Linked DNA regions of Larimichthys crocea: region 1 is linked to region 2. The links are chromatin contacts, called in public Hi-C maps. All regions are on one chromosome and are shown on one strand. Each heading gives the region's core, a stretch centred on a gene start, on an enhancer-like site or on the middle of the called end of the contact. The rest is flanking DNA. Distances are from core to core; before and after follow the strand shown. Region 1 holds the start of pitrm1 (pitrilysin metallopeptidase 1). Region 2 holds the start of LOC104929446 (frizzled-8).

Region 1 (7,425 bases), core at 3,257-5,756, 390 kb after region 2:
TCATATCATGCAGGTATTAATTAGACTCAGCATAACAGATTTTCACGTTTTTATCACAAATAAGGTGCAGACCTCTGTTGCACATGCAGAACGTCTGTGAAACTACACCAACATGAGCAACACAGAGACACCAGGCGTCGAGGGTTGAATATTTAAATCCCTTGTTGCAGCACATGCGCTAATGGCTGACATCAAATGGCTTCATACTATCACACGTGTTGTTGTAGAGTCTGAAACGGCTTCATTCCCAAAACGCATTTCCCCCCGAATCAATCCAATTTCAGAGAGACAAAAGTGTGCGCTGAATATTGCTCGATATCTCAAAATTACAGCTCGTTCCATTTTGTAGAATAGCAGATCTCAAACACAAACATCTCCACCCAGCTCGCTTCTGTTACCTGGTGCAAAAAAATAAAAATAAAAAGCTTGGTGTGATACTGCTGAATTGAGGTGAGGGAGAAAGCACAGCTCTCCCCAAAGGATGGACACGAGCTTAAAGCAAACAGCCCATGATAATTTATTTTATCAAATGCCCAACCTTTATTTGCCCTTTGTGAGGTGGGGGGGGTGATAAAGGCACGGCGAGGTGATAAACCTTAGCTCTGATATGGCGAGTGGCTGACCAGAGCGAGCCAAAATGCCACCGTGCAGGATTGTGGTAGCATGCATCGAATGTGGATACTGCAGGACCTATGAAACATACAGAAATGTGGATTATTTCCATGATAAAGCACCGAGAATAACTATTATATCAGCAGGCAGTTACTGGTACATTCATATCTTTCAACGTGGCTATGAATGTCCAAGATGCCCAAATGGAAACATTTTTAATCGAAGCTGTCCAGCCGACTTTCAGGAGCAGAACCACACCTCAACCGCGCCGCTTCCTACATTCCTATAAATACCCTCCTAACCTCCTGTCCTCCTCTTTCGCTCTCATGTTCTGCACCCATCCAGCCCACCACATTACTTTCTCCTATTTCTTCCTCCTCTCCGTAGAGTCCTAAAGGGGGTCCATTGCGCCTGGGTGCGCCTCAATGCAGCAAAGGACAGAAGAAGTACAAGAGTTTGCAATCTTTTTGTTTTGTTAATACATTATTTAAACAGATCTTGCTGGTGGTGTGGTCCTCTCTGGTGAAATTAGATTTATATTTGGAGTTTAAAGGACCAGAGTGTGGAATGTAGTTTTGTAGTTGCTCATTGCAACCTCTCCTTTCTTAAAAAAAGTGAGCCAGTGTTGAGTTTGTCCGCTCTGGGCTGCTGTAGAAGGCATGAGCCTTCTTTAGGCATGAGCACAGGAGCATTGTCACATTAAAACAGATCAGTATACGCTGCATAAGTTTTACCCTTCTTGAACTATAAAGCCTTGAAAAACAGCCTGGGACCATGCAGCAGTAAGAATATGTAGAAAGGTGCTGCTGGGGGAAGAAACATCCGTCCTCAGCAAACTGTCGCCGGATAACAAAAGCTGTAAAAGACAGAAGTGAGGAAGAGCGTGAGAAGCCACGGGGTTTTGTTTTCCATCTGACACTGATGGATAGCTTAAGCCTGGATGAACCAGCGTCTGGACAGTCCAGACCTTTATGAAATCCTGCGGATTACCTGGAAGAAAGAGCACATCGACACCAACACACCGCTCACATCCGCAAACAACACAACATATAGCACGCAGAGGGGGTGAATCTCTCAGACATTATATTTGCTTTACATTTGAGGATTTGTGTGCTGGGTTGTCGCATCTTTTAAGGAACATACACACATAAAAATAAAAATAAAAAGCCGTGTTTATGGCTCGACCGGCATGTGTTTATTACTTTATTCAAATAAGGGCTTTAAGACTAGAGGGATGTAGAGTTCGTTCAACCTTCATAGAGGCATATGTAATCCTCCAGTTGACCTTAAAGTCAGCATGAAATGAAAAACTGACTTTTTAAAGTTGTTTGCTAATTTTTTCCCACACCATAATATAATCCTGTGCTGAAATATGTCTGCATATGCATATGTTTTTATGTCCGGAAGAAGCGGTCCTCTCCTTGCAAAGATAAAAGGAGTTTTTTATTTCTTTGAAATCACATAACATTATACTTTTGATTGATCATTCTGTGTCCCGCCTCAACGGGGAGCACATCAAATTAACGAGGCACGATGCACGCTGCTCACCTCCTGTAGATTGAAGATGTGTGGTTTGCACGTAGCATAATGTGAAATCACGAAAGATCTGACTTTAGAAACATCCTTGAAACTAGATAAATTCCGATAACACGTCATCAAGGTTCTTCGCTGATAATGAACATGCAGTTGGCAGACTGGAACCAGCTACCATGTTGGAGGACGCTCCTGCTCTGTCAAAAAAAAGAAAAAAGAAAAACCTCCTGCCTCCTCACCAAGGCCTCCTATTCATGCTACTGGAAAATCTCCCACATGCTGTCAGTGGAAACACAAGGGATGACCGTGGGTGCCTCAAAAGATATTCAAAAAAAAAAAAGGATGAGGCAGTCTGCTGTTGCTGTCAGTACAAGCAGAGCGGGGAAGAAATAAGTTTTGCATTGGTGCTGGAATGAGAACTAACTACACTGTGCCTATTCTAATCCCATAGGATCTCACTGTGAGTCTGCGGTGCTCTGTTGTGGGTTTATATAAACTGTACACTACCTTTATGATATCTGCTGTTTTATTTACACAGTGTTTCTCACATGCTTGCTGCTCTTAATAGCCTGGAGAGCATGGATGCCAGCAGACTAGAGATGCAGAGGATTCACCTGAGCATCATCTTGACTCAATTCCTGAGTGTCTTGAGTTTGCTTCACGGTGATCCTTGAAGAAAGCTGCATTTCTCCTTCCTTGAATTGAAACCGCCTTGTTGACTTACTACGACATAATTAGTCTTGAAAAAAGACACAGCACCTCCTGATTTCAGGTGAGTTCATAGCAGTTTTACACCCTGCCGGACTCGTGGCTTGCAAAACGTGCAGCTTTGCATGCATGTTGATATCCCAAACACCAAACATATCAGGCTAAAATGTGAGGCAGTGTGTAAAATGAAAGATGACAGAGACATCTAAAATGTTAAAACTGTGAATCACCAGCTGCGAAGAGTGGTCGCAGCTCTCCAGGGTCCCTCCCAAAAAAGAAAAACATAAATTTACCGCGGAGCAATCAGTGTGTGCTACTTGTAACCAATAAAGCAGGATATCAACTGACACGATGAAGGCCTTAAAGGTGCTCCTGCTTTTATTGCCTGATCTTGAAAGTCTGTTTTGAAGAGGGGCCCCCCTGTGTGTCAAGATCAAGTTTTAAGACCTACATTATTTTAGCTGACATTTTCCTTTCCAGGGTGCATATTTCCTAATGAATTTGTGTTTCATCGTGTTACTGCACAGTAAATCTGGAGCAGGGGGAGGCCGTATCCTATCACAGGAATATATGGTGCACATTGGACAAAAAAAGTTGGGAATAATGGGAGGATAATAAGGACGCGGCAGGTTTTCTTTAACACTTAGGTATCCTAACAGATCAGTCCAGCCAGGAGCATGCAGAAGTGACTTGAAGTTGGAATATTCAAATGATGAATACTCTTAGGGGAAATGGAAATTAAGTCACAAAGCGGCGACAAATTAAAAAACACCAACCACCAATAATCATAATCAGAATTGCTTTATTGGCCAGGTGTGTGTCTGACTCCGGGTCATATATATATATATATATATATATATATATATATATATATATATATATATATATATATATAATATATATATAATATATATATATATAGATAAACATATAAACATAGATATATATGGACATGAGTATCTATCTATAGACGTTTGTAGACTGAATAATGAAACTAATGTGAACTGAAAGAAGAGAAAAACAGCCTTCCTTTATTTATTTCTCCAGCTCTATCCACAGGGAATTACATTTGCACTGTCATGGTTTAAGAAAACGAGCTGCCAATAACACTGAAGCACACTCTGTGTTTTTATTTATGGAAATGTGGAGGAATATGAATTTGAAATAATAATAAATGTGGCGGGCTTGCTAACACTTTCTTTCACAATAAAAGTGTTCAGTTGCACTTTAATAATAATAATAATAATATCATGATGATGTGTTTCCCACTTTGGGAACATTTGAATGACAACCAACTGATTTTGTGATTATTTAAATGTTGTGTTACAGCGACATCTGCCGGAGGATGGACTGAATTACATTTAAAGGGAAAATAATGGAAAATAAAGTCATATTTTTAGTTTAAAATTAATTAAGTTTCATTTTAAACTCGAATTTATGTAAAATAACTTTACATTTATGTCGCTGCCCTTCAAAAAAACAGTCCCCGGTTTGGTAACCTTAGTAACGTGACGCACAGCCAATCACATCTGCTCTTACTCCCAGATAGACCAATCAGAAACAAGCATGTTGTGTAGGTGCGCGTGGCTCAGCGGTTGCTCAGTGTAGCAGGCGGATGGGTGAAACCGGGCACAAAATGGCGTCCAGATCTACGATCTACTGCGCATGCGTCACGCGACCTGATCTGGATGTCAACGGTTACACATGGCGCGTGAGAGGACGCACGCTTAGAGATGCTCACGAGCCGTTTACCGACGAGTTTTGACTGACAGCGCGCGTGCGTGACACGCCGAGGAGTTAACACACTAATTAATTAATTAATAATCCAACAACGGAGCCGGGAAATGTTTCGACAGGCGAAGGCGGCGCTCCGGAAACTTCGACACATACGGTGAGTTTTAAGCTAACGGCTCAGAGTTAGCGTCCGTGAACGCACCTCCACCACAGGTGTGCTGCTTCGTGTTGTCACCGTGTCATTCAGTGACCGGGTAGGTGGAATGCTGCTTTGTCATGAAGGAGCTGATGCAACCAAAGATGACACAACACCCCCCTGACCTTGGTGTTTATATAAGTTCATATCGACTCTTATTTTAATAGAAATGCAACACTTTTGTAAAGGTTTACCTCTCTCAGGTTTTGTTATTATTCTGATAAATCCACCGGACAGGTGTGCAGCTAAAAATGAGCTGTTGTATTATTTATTATTCAGTTTAATCTTTGTATATTACTGCGAGAGAAACTGTCCCAGTCATGCTCCACCAATAAACTGACAAACTCTTTGAACATCAGCTGTAATCTGTGACTTTCATTCAGTGTCTGCAGCCTCAGTTTAGAGGTTTGATCTCCATCTGTAGGTCTGTTTCTTATTTTTCTATATAAGAAATAATATATATAGTTTTCTATTTGTAAAGGTCTTTCTTTCTTTGCACATGGCAGATTACCATAATACCAGAATACTGTAGTTCAGTGCCTGATGATTCTTATTTTTCAAAATAAAACTCACATTTGAAGGTCATTCTGTGTCAGGTGGTCGGATTATCTTGGCAAACCCTTTGTGTGCATAGAAGAAGAAGAAGATTTAGATCTTTTACTTCAACTTATGTAAAAATCAGAATCAGAAATACTTTATTAATCCCCGTAGGGAAATTGTTTTTATTGTTATCGCAGCTCCCAAACGGTAAGTGAAAACTTTAACGATATACCCTATAGAATATCCTGTTTTAAACAATATATACACATGTATAAGTAGCAGTTAAATAGAAGCAGCATGTATAAGTAGCAGTTAAATAGAAGCAGTAACAGTAAAAAATAAAACACAAGTAGCAGTGAAGTAACAGTGAGAAATTAGTTATACTATAATGAAATGTCTTTGCCTGGGAACTGTATCTTCAAAAAAGCGAATGCGTGTGCACTCACATTTGTTATTTATCATCTTTTAACATGGGAGTTGTGTTGCAGCGTGACACAGACTGGAGGAAACTTCTAATTAAAGCCTCAGCATCATCACAAACTCGTGAAAGTCTTACACGTACTCTGCTGGAGAATTGTTTGTGCAAAGCCTGGTGACTTGTTCTCGGTGCTGTTAACCGTTTGTCTTCAGGTTCAGTGGACAGCAGCACACATGGAGGCTGAAGAGCACTTCAGCAAGAGACCGAGCCCTGCAGTACAAACCAGGAGAGCAGATCCACGGCTTCACAGTCAGAGAGGTACGGGATTTAAATCTTTGAAACGCTGCGATGTTATAAGCTTATTATTTAAGAATGAATCCTTCAGTTAAATTTAAAGCTTGAACATGAATGTTCTGTTCTTCCAGGTCGTAGCGGTCCCCGACTTGTTCCTCACAGCAGTGAAGCTGACCCATGACAAAACCGGAGCTCGGTACCTCCACGCAGCCCGCGATGACTCCAACAACCTCTTCAGGTGACTTTTTAAAAATGTGTCTGTTTTTATTCCAGATCTCAGCACGTTCTCGGCTCTTACACTCGTTTGTGTCTTTCAGCGTCCAGTTCAGAACGACCCCCATGGACAGCACGGGGGTCCCTCACATCCTGGAGCACACGGTGCTCTGTGGATCGGAGAAGTATCCCTGCAGAGACCCTTTCTTCAAGATGCTCAACAGGTCCCTGTCCACCTTCATGAACGCGTTCACAGGTACTGACCTCAGAGCAAACGGTCGTGCTTGTGTTCTGTCTTCAGCTGATGTCTGATGGTTTGTTTCCTCGCGAACAGCCAGCGACTACACCATGTATCCGTTCTCAACCCAGAATGGAAAGGACTTCCAGAATCTTCTGTCGGTTTATCTGGACGCGGTCTTCTTCCCTTGTTTACGAGAGCTGGATTTCTGGTGAGTGACGTGTGCTAGAAGCAGCCACAGTTCAACTTTTAAATCACACCGATGTAATCGGATTACTCACTTTGATTCTGTGTGTTTCTGATTTTCCAGGCAGGAGGGCTGGAGGCTGGAGAACGAAACCCCCACAGATCCCAGCACCCCTCTGGTGTTTAAAGGCGTGGTGTTCAACGAAATGAAGGGAGCTTTTGTAAGTCAGCACTTCTCCCGCTCACTGACACATGCATCCTGGAAAAACCTGGAAACTTAGAGACTAGTTTCTCAGTCATGGAAACTAATAATCAATGTTGTCCTGGAAATCTCTGATTAGATTTTAACCCTTCACTCAGCGAACTGAATAAATGAAACAATACGATTATTATTTATTCTTGCAGTCGGACAACGAGTGCGTGTACGCGCAGCACCTCCAGAACAAACTGTATCCAGACCACACCTACTCTGTGGTGTCAGGGGGAGAGCCTCTCGCCATCCCCGACCTCACCTGGGAGCAACTCAAACAATTCCACGCCACACATTATCACCCCAGCAACGCCAGGTAGAGAAACACACACACACACACACACACACACACACACACACTTAGACAGCCTACAAAAGAACAAGAGCGCGTTTTGTTCTGCTGTCACTCTTTCACATTTGAAACAGGCTGATGTCAGTTTTTTTTTTTTTATCACGTCTGTATAATTTGAAGTTGCGTGTTTTCTCTCCAGGTTCTTCACATA
Region 2 (6,844 bases), core at 2,902-5,401:
TTGTATTTTCTTGTTTAATCGGCGTACAGCACATTATTATGAAATCATGCATTGCACCTCTGACTTTGCATCGTCTTATCTAAGGAAGAGCAGCGTTTAGGTTCATTCGAGCACACGAGGAACTCTTTGTCTCTCTCCCTCGAAATGACTGACAGAGGTGATGATATGTCAGGCATTTGGGATATTTTGGAAGATATCTAGAATATTTCAGTTGGATTTATCAGTGCAGCCATAGAAACATCAAGTCTTGGAGTGGAATATTCCACATGTAGCTTCAAGAGTGTCTAAAATACATTTAAAGAAGCTTTGAGAGGTTGTCAACATAAACTTGATTCAGAAACAAGCCACTCTGGTTGGTTAAGACTGAATGCTGCATTAAACACTTTGTATCTGCTGAATCAACAGTTTTACTCGTGGCTATCAGCATTTAACACTTTGACCACACGGTGGCAGCAGTACACAACTTAACTAACACTTTCACACTAGTTGGAGTCGTGAATCTTCTCCAGGCGCATCATTCATGTCATGTAAGTTTATGAATGACTCAGAGAAATACTCTCAGCATCTGAGCAGCAGCAGTATTTTCTCAAGAGGAAAAAAATAAACCATGCAGCCATTACGCACGAGACTTTTACCATTTCCTGAACCAGTCTTTAGTGATGATAGAGACACGGACCACACACTGCACGGCCCTAATTACCTTTACGCACGACAGAGAGTCTGCTCCTCACTCACTGACATCTTAATTAGAAGCCTTAGGGCAGCGCTGCATATAAAGATGCGCATTTTAAAGAGTGACCTGAACGGCTCACTTCAACTGTAGCCAAAAGCATCCAGTGCCATGCATGGATTTGTTCTAAATCTACCATCGCTGTCAGATGTTTTCCGATTTACTTGAACAAAAAGAACCTTTACTAGCCCTGGATCAGCAGCTGGTTCAAGTGAATTGACTTCTAAAAATGTAAAATAGGATGAGGTGATATATTTAGTCCGGATCAGGGGTTCAACAGAGGACAAAAGTCAGGAGTTAATAACAAGCCTAAACGCACAGGGGGTGGTATCAAACTGAGAGGACCACCTGTAGGGCCCCTATTGCCATGCCGATTTTGTCCCCTGCGTCTCACAGCATGTGGACCTGCAAAAAGCAGCGAGGTTTAACAAAGCTTACAAATCTAACGTGGCCCCAGAGGACACTCTGAGTTCAATACAGAGCATCAGTCCACATTACAGCTTCAAAACCATGTGACCAAGTGTCCAAACTCACAACAGAAGTTTGGTTTTGTTTCTTTGGCGTGAATGACCAGGACGCACGAGGAAAGATTTCAATAAAAGTTGTTTTTTTTTATTTTTACAAAATAAAATCTTCTATCAAAGTGGAAATTATACATATTTACAATCTCGTAAATTTTCATATACAAAATGTACAATGTATGTACACAAATAATTATATAAATACACTTTTTACGCGCTAATGCAACCCGTATGAGACAGTATTAAGGCATTGATTAATGGAAATCCATCATGTGGAGGGGTAAAAAAAAAAAATTCAAGCAGAGCAGTCTCATTGTGAATCTTCTGTTTAAGACACAGCGGTTCTTTACAGTAAAAGAAGTAGGAGAGGAGCCTCAGCTATACCGTGTAACCTATCGACAAGGGGGATCTTGTCAGCTTTACGCATTCAATTAAGCTCCGATAAGACTGCATTCTTCGTGCCAGGTACATTGTTCTGCTGCTGACAGCCTCATTATTTAAAGAGAAGCCATTAGGCGCTCATTAATGTGCTAATTACAACACGCTGATGGACAATCCCAACACAATTACCCCCCCTCCCCAACCCACCCACACACCACCCACCCTTCCCCATACCCAACCCCCTTCTATTCAAACCCCGTGGACGTCATCTGGATAAGGCAAGGAAGGAGCACTTTCCATTTAGTTTAAGTCCAAACTTTTCGAAGCAGACATGACCACAAATTCAAAAAAAGTTCACATTAGGGGAGTGCCGGCAGTTTGGTGACTCACCTTGAATCATTAACCAAATGAACAAACATTTATAATCAGTCTTTACGCCACTTCCAAGAGCTCATATGCGCTGGTTTTTAAAGTCTTTAGTGTCAAATGACATAAGATGCATCTGAGCGGATCATTCAAACCCGGGACAGTGGCATCTGTTTGGGGCAGGAGACGGAGCTGGCCGTCCCGGACCTCCAGGTCAGTCCCGTGCTCACGTCACTGTACATGGAGCCCGCGGAGGCTTTACTCCCCCAGCAGCACCGCGTGCAAAAAGTCCTCCAGGAGTCCAAGGTTTTCCCGGACCAGATCCAGGCTCCTGAAGTGATTCCCACCAGGAGGCACATAAAGTATTTCAACATGAACACAGCATAGTCTGGTCTCTGCCTGTTCGGGTCCGTCAAGCACGTACAATTGTGCGTAATTTCCCACGTCTGTCTGTTGTGCTGCTCGTAAAAGTAACACGCCACTATGACAGTGGCTGGCACCGTGTATAAAACTGTGAAAACCCCTATCCGGATCATCAGCCTCTCCAGTTTGTCAGTCTTGGTGCCACCTTGCTTAATAACACTCCTGATCCTGAACAGCGAGACGAACCCGGCCAGCAGAAACATGGTGCCGATGAACAGGTAGATAACCAGCGGTGCCAACACAAAACCCCGCAGGTTATCCAAATTCTGGTTGCCTACGTAGCAAATCCCAGCCACAGAGTCTCCGTCCACAGAGCTCAGAGCCAAAACCGCGATGGATTTCATGCTGGGGATGAGCCAGGCGGCCAGATGAAAATACTGTGCGTAACTGGCGATGGCCTCGTTCCCCCACTTCATACCAGCCGCGAGAAACCAAGTGAGGGACAGAATCACCCACCAGATCGAGCTGGCCATGCCGAAGAAGTAGATGAGCAGGAAAACGATGGTGCAGAGCGCGGGACCGGTGGTCTCGTAGTGGATGTGTTCGGCGCCGTTTTCCCTGTTGCAGGCCACTTCCTCGTGTCCGGCGATCAGTCTGACGATGTATCCGATGGACACAAACATGTAGCAGGCGGAGAGGAAGATGATGGGGCGCTCTGGGTACTTAAACCTCTCCATGTCTATTAGAAAAGTCGCCACAGTTGCGAAAGTGGAGATGAAACACAGGACGGACCACAGGCCGATCCAGAAGGCGGTGAAAGTCCTCTCTTCCTGGGTGAAGTAAGGGTTGTGGCACGGCATGGCGCAGTTCATGATCTGTCCCGTCTTGACGCGGTTGTGCAGCGGGTGGCTGTCGCTGGTCACTGGCACCATGGGCGCGCGGCAGAAGCATCCCTGCTCACACTGGGACGCTGCCGGTTTGGGTTTCCCCGGTATGCCCCGACCGTAGCTGTGATTCTTCCTGGGGTTGTACGGCTTCACGGGCCGGTTGGTCGGCTTGGCCACCACGGGAGAAGCAGTGGTGGTCTGGCTCCTGTTGTAGTCCATGCACAGCGTGTCCTGGTTGCCTTGCTCGGGCAGCAGGTCGCACCTCATCCGGTCTGGCCACGGGAAGCCGTACTGTCTCATGAGCGGAGCGCAGCCAGCTTTGGCTCTCTCACACACGCTCCTGCACGGCGGCAGAGGCTTCTTGTAGTCCTCCAGGCAGATCGGCGTGTACATGCTGCAGAGGAAGAAGCGCAAATCCGGGGAGCACTTTATCTCCACCAGCGGCCAAAACTGGTGCACCTCCAGGCCGGCTTCGTCCTGCGTGTCGTGGTTGAACTGGTTGGGCATGTAGGTGTAATTGTAACCGATTCCTTTGCACAGAGGCACGGAGATCTCCTGGCACTGGAGCTCCTTGGCCGCCATGCAGCCCGTTCCGTGCAGGACGAAGGCGAGCAGCAGTACGCGCCATCCCGGGATGCTCCTCTCCATCGTTGTTCTCAGTGCGCGTCTCGTCCTCGACAAAGTGCCAGCGAACTTGCTTTCTGCAAGTAGGCTGTAGGTCCGATTAATCCAGAGATGCTGCTGAACTCATGCTAGAGCGCAGACAGTGTGTGATGCTTCGCAGTGTCTGTAAGATCCAGGCGTTTTACTGTCACACAGGGGTCTACACTGAGTCTCCTCTCTCTCCCTTTGTGTCGGTGTTGCACCGTGTGTGTCTCTCTGCATGCTCTACAGCTGGTGGGTGCGTTTGGGTTTTATACGGGAGGAGCGAGGACACTCCCCCTGCATGGGCGGGGAGGGAGAATAAGTCAATCAGGGGTTCCTTCTATAGGTGTTTGTTTAAAATGTTCACCCTGGAGGAAGGGTTATAATCACTTTGTCTCTGTTTGCCCCCCCCCAACACACACACACACACACACACACACACACACACACACACTCTGCCCTTTACAAACAAGGCGAGGTGGGTGTTTTAATACAATAGAGACATCAGGAAGAAATGTAATTAGGGAAAGAGACAGTGGGGAGTAAACTAACATAAGTCTAACTTATTTGGATGTGCCTGAATGCATCACGGCAGCACTCATGCAAAACTTAAATGCAATGATGCTGAAATGAACTCATTACTCATCTTAGTGGCTGGAGATCAAACTCTTTATTTAGCTCCACATCACTACAACTCTATCGTGAAGAAACTATTGAGACATTTTCATTAACAATCAATCATTCCAAGTTAGATATGAGTCTGTGTTAGACTGTTTCAAGAACATGAGTCCATCAGAACTCTTTATTAAACCTAACTGACTCTCTCTGTGGTTAATTCACCAGCTGACCCATTGCATGGAAAGTTTGGCCTTGTGAAACTTTCAAAAACTCTGTTATCCTTCCTACAACAGTGTGTAAAAATACGTCCAAACTCTTAAAGTAAGTAAATGTTACAAAGTGTTAAAGTTCAGCATGAGGAGGCACAACGCTTTAAACAAAACTGCGATAAATAACATCATCACGCATCAAATGAAAAAAAGAAACACAAGCAAGACTTCATCAGCTCCTTTAAAATGGAAACTTCATGTAATGATTGATCACGTTTATTAATCTCAGGTTGTGTTTGTAGTTTGTTTGAACTTTAAAACTTTTACTTTGAAAATCATTCATCACTACCAGTCGTTGTTTCATGTTTCATTTCCCACTTCTCACTTCTGATGGTTCGTCCAATGGAATAAACATCCGGGTCAGAGAGTTCAAAGGATTCAGAATTTCACCTATGAAATCTCTGAAGACTTCATCTTCGTCCCACAGTTCAAAGAAATGCAGGTTAATAGATTCATTGGTGAGAATAGGTGTGAATGTGAGTGTGAATGGTTGCCTCACTGCACTGAACTGGTTGTGACTTGTACAGGGATCCTGCCTCTTGCCCCAGTGTCAGCTGGGAGTCCAGCCCTGATAAAGACGAGCAGTTATGGAAAACCGATTCATACAGAGAGTCATTTTCTTGGGTTTAAAGTCCAATTCTTTGATTATTTTCTCTTTTCACTTTCACTTCTATCATACTCAATTTTCATCAAGTGTCATGAGGAAGAAAAAAAATGTTAAAAGCAGGTGGACAGAAAGATTTCCAGCCCTTCAGATGAGTCACTTGGCTGCTGCAAAGTTTATGAAAAAGCCAATCGATCAATCATTAAATCGGCAAGTGGCCATCCACTGCGAGTCTGACAACGCGTGAAATTGCGGCCTCCTCGAGTTTGGATGCGTGTGACGGTTTGAGAGAGAGTATGTCTGCACGTCTGGTTGCGTGCAGGAAAAAAGAAACGGAGGGAGAATGTGCGTTGTGTGTGTGGTAAGGGAGGTTAATGTGTTCTTGTTAGCCCACAGCGGGGGGCCGTCTTGGTCTAAAGGGAGGGAGGAGGAGGAGGAGGAGGAGGAGGAGGAGGCGGCAGCTATTTGTCTTAACGCTGGTGCCAATGTTTTACTCAGAGCATGCTGGGCCAGTGATTACTGCGACGCACCACTGGGCCCAACAAACAATGTGTGTGTGTGTGTGTGTGTGTAAACTGTTTCAGAGCTCATTCTAAAGAAAAAAGGCCAACACGGGCAGATACGGCATTGTGATAACACTAATTAAAGTCATTCACACTTCTTATTGGGTTCATCAGCTTCAGATGGAGACAGTTTGGCAGACGGGATGCACGTTTTTTTTGTTTTTTTCAGTTTGGGGGTTCCAGCTGAGCGGGTCGTGTTGTGAAAAGATAATTGTGAGGGTGCCGAGTGAGTTTCAAAGATACTTTCCTGTAACAGTCGCTCCTATTTGGCAAACAGTTCCCAAGAAATGTCAGACGACACAATCAAAAACAATAAGCTAATGATATCCACCACACTGATGTAAAGCCAAGGCAGACGTGCCAAAACTGCTGTTCCTCAGACGGCCACTTGAGGCTGGCTACAGAACGAGGTCTCCATGTTAAAATGCCCCCAAAAATACATGTTTACAGCCTGGTACAAAATGCGGTTTTGGTCTCTATATCTAATCTCCCCGTTCATGACAACTGCATGTCGTTTTGGATCAGCGGGCAGTCGGCGGAGGCCAAAATAACGACAGCAGGAGCCGCCACATTGTGGGTGACGTCACAGATGCTACGTCCACGTTTAATACAGTCTGTGGTTCAGATACAGAAACAGTTATCCCTTCACAAGAACATGCACAAGTATGCAGTAACCAATCTAAACACAGAAGTGTACATCTGCGCTTACAGTCGATTCTTCTAAGTGTTCAGACTGAGAACTTTCCAGACAAAGAGGCAGCCTTCATTATCGACCTGCCAAACTTTTGGATGACTAACAACCCTCCAAACCATCTTTCAAGACCTCCAGCTGAATCCAGTGTGTGTACTTCACTTTCTGGCTGTAGCGTAGGAACTGACTGATAGTTTAGCATAGGG

The links. Hi-C and Micro-C count contacts between places; a contact is called where the count stands out from the background.
Region 1: a Hi-C map of muscle shows a contact between it and region 2, with 4 times the contacts expected there. The contact joins the promoter of pitrm1 here to the promoter of LOC104929446 in region 2. A contact is called at or near these places in 2 of 7 Hi-C or Micro-C datasets (both in muscle).

What each region holds. Positions count from the first base shown.
Region 1 is chrII:3,514,193-3,521,617 of L_crocea_2.0, forward strand. It overlaps pitrm1 (pitrilysin metallopeptidase 1), which reads left to right and starts at 4,507. Exons shown (of 27, transcript XM_019267418.2): 1 at 4,507-4,744; 2 at 5,954-6,059; 3 at 6,167-6,273; 4 at 6,353-6,504; 5 at 6,583-6,697; 6 at 6,797-6,893; 7 at 7,078-7,238; 8 at 7,414-7,425. The coding sequence starts at 4,698.
Region 2 is chrII:3,122,654-3,129,497 of L_crocea_2.0, forward strand. LOC104929446 (frizzled-8) reads right to left here and starts at 4,152. Exons shown (of 1, transcript XM_010743966.3): 1 at 1,877-4,152. The coding sequence starts at 3,896. The coding sequence ends at 2,148.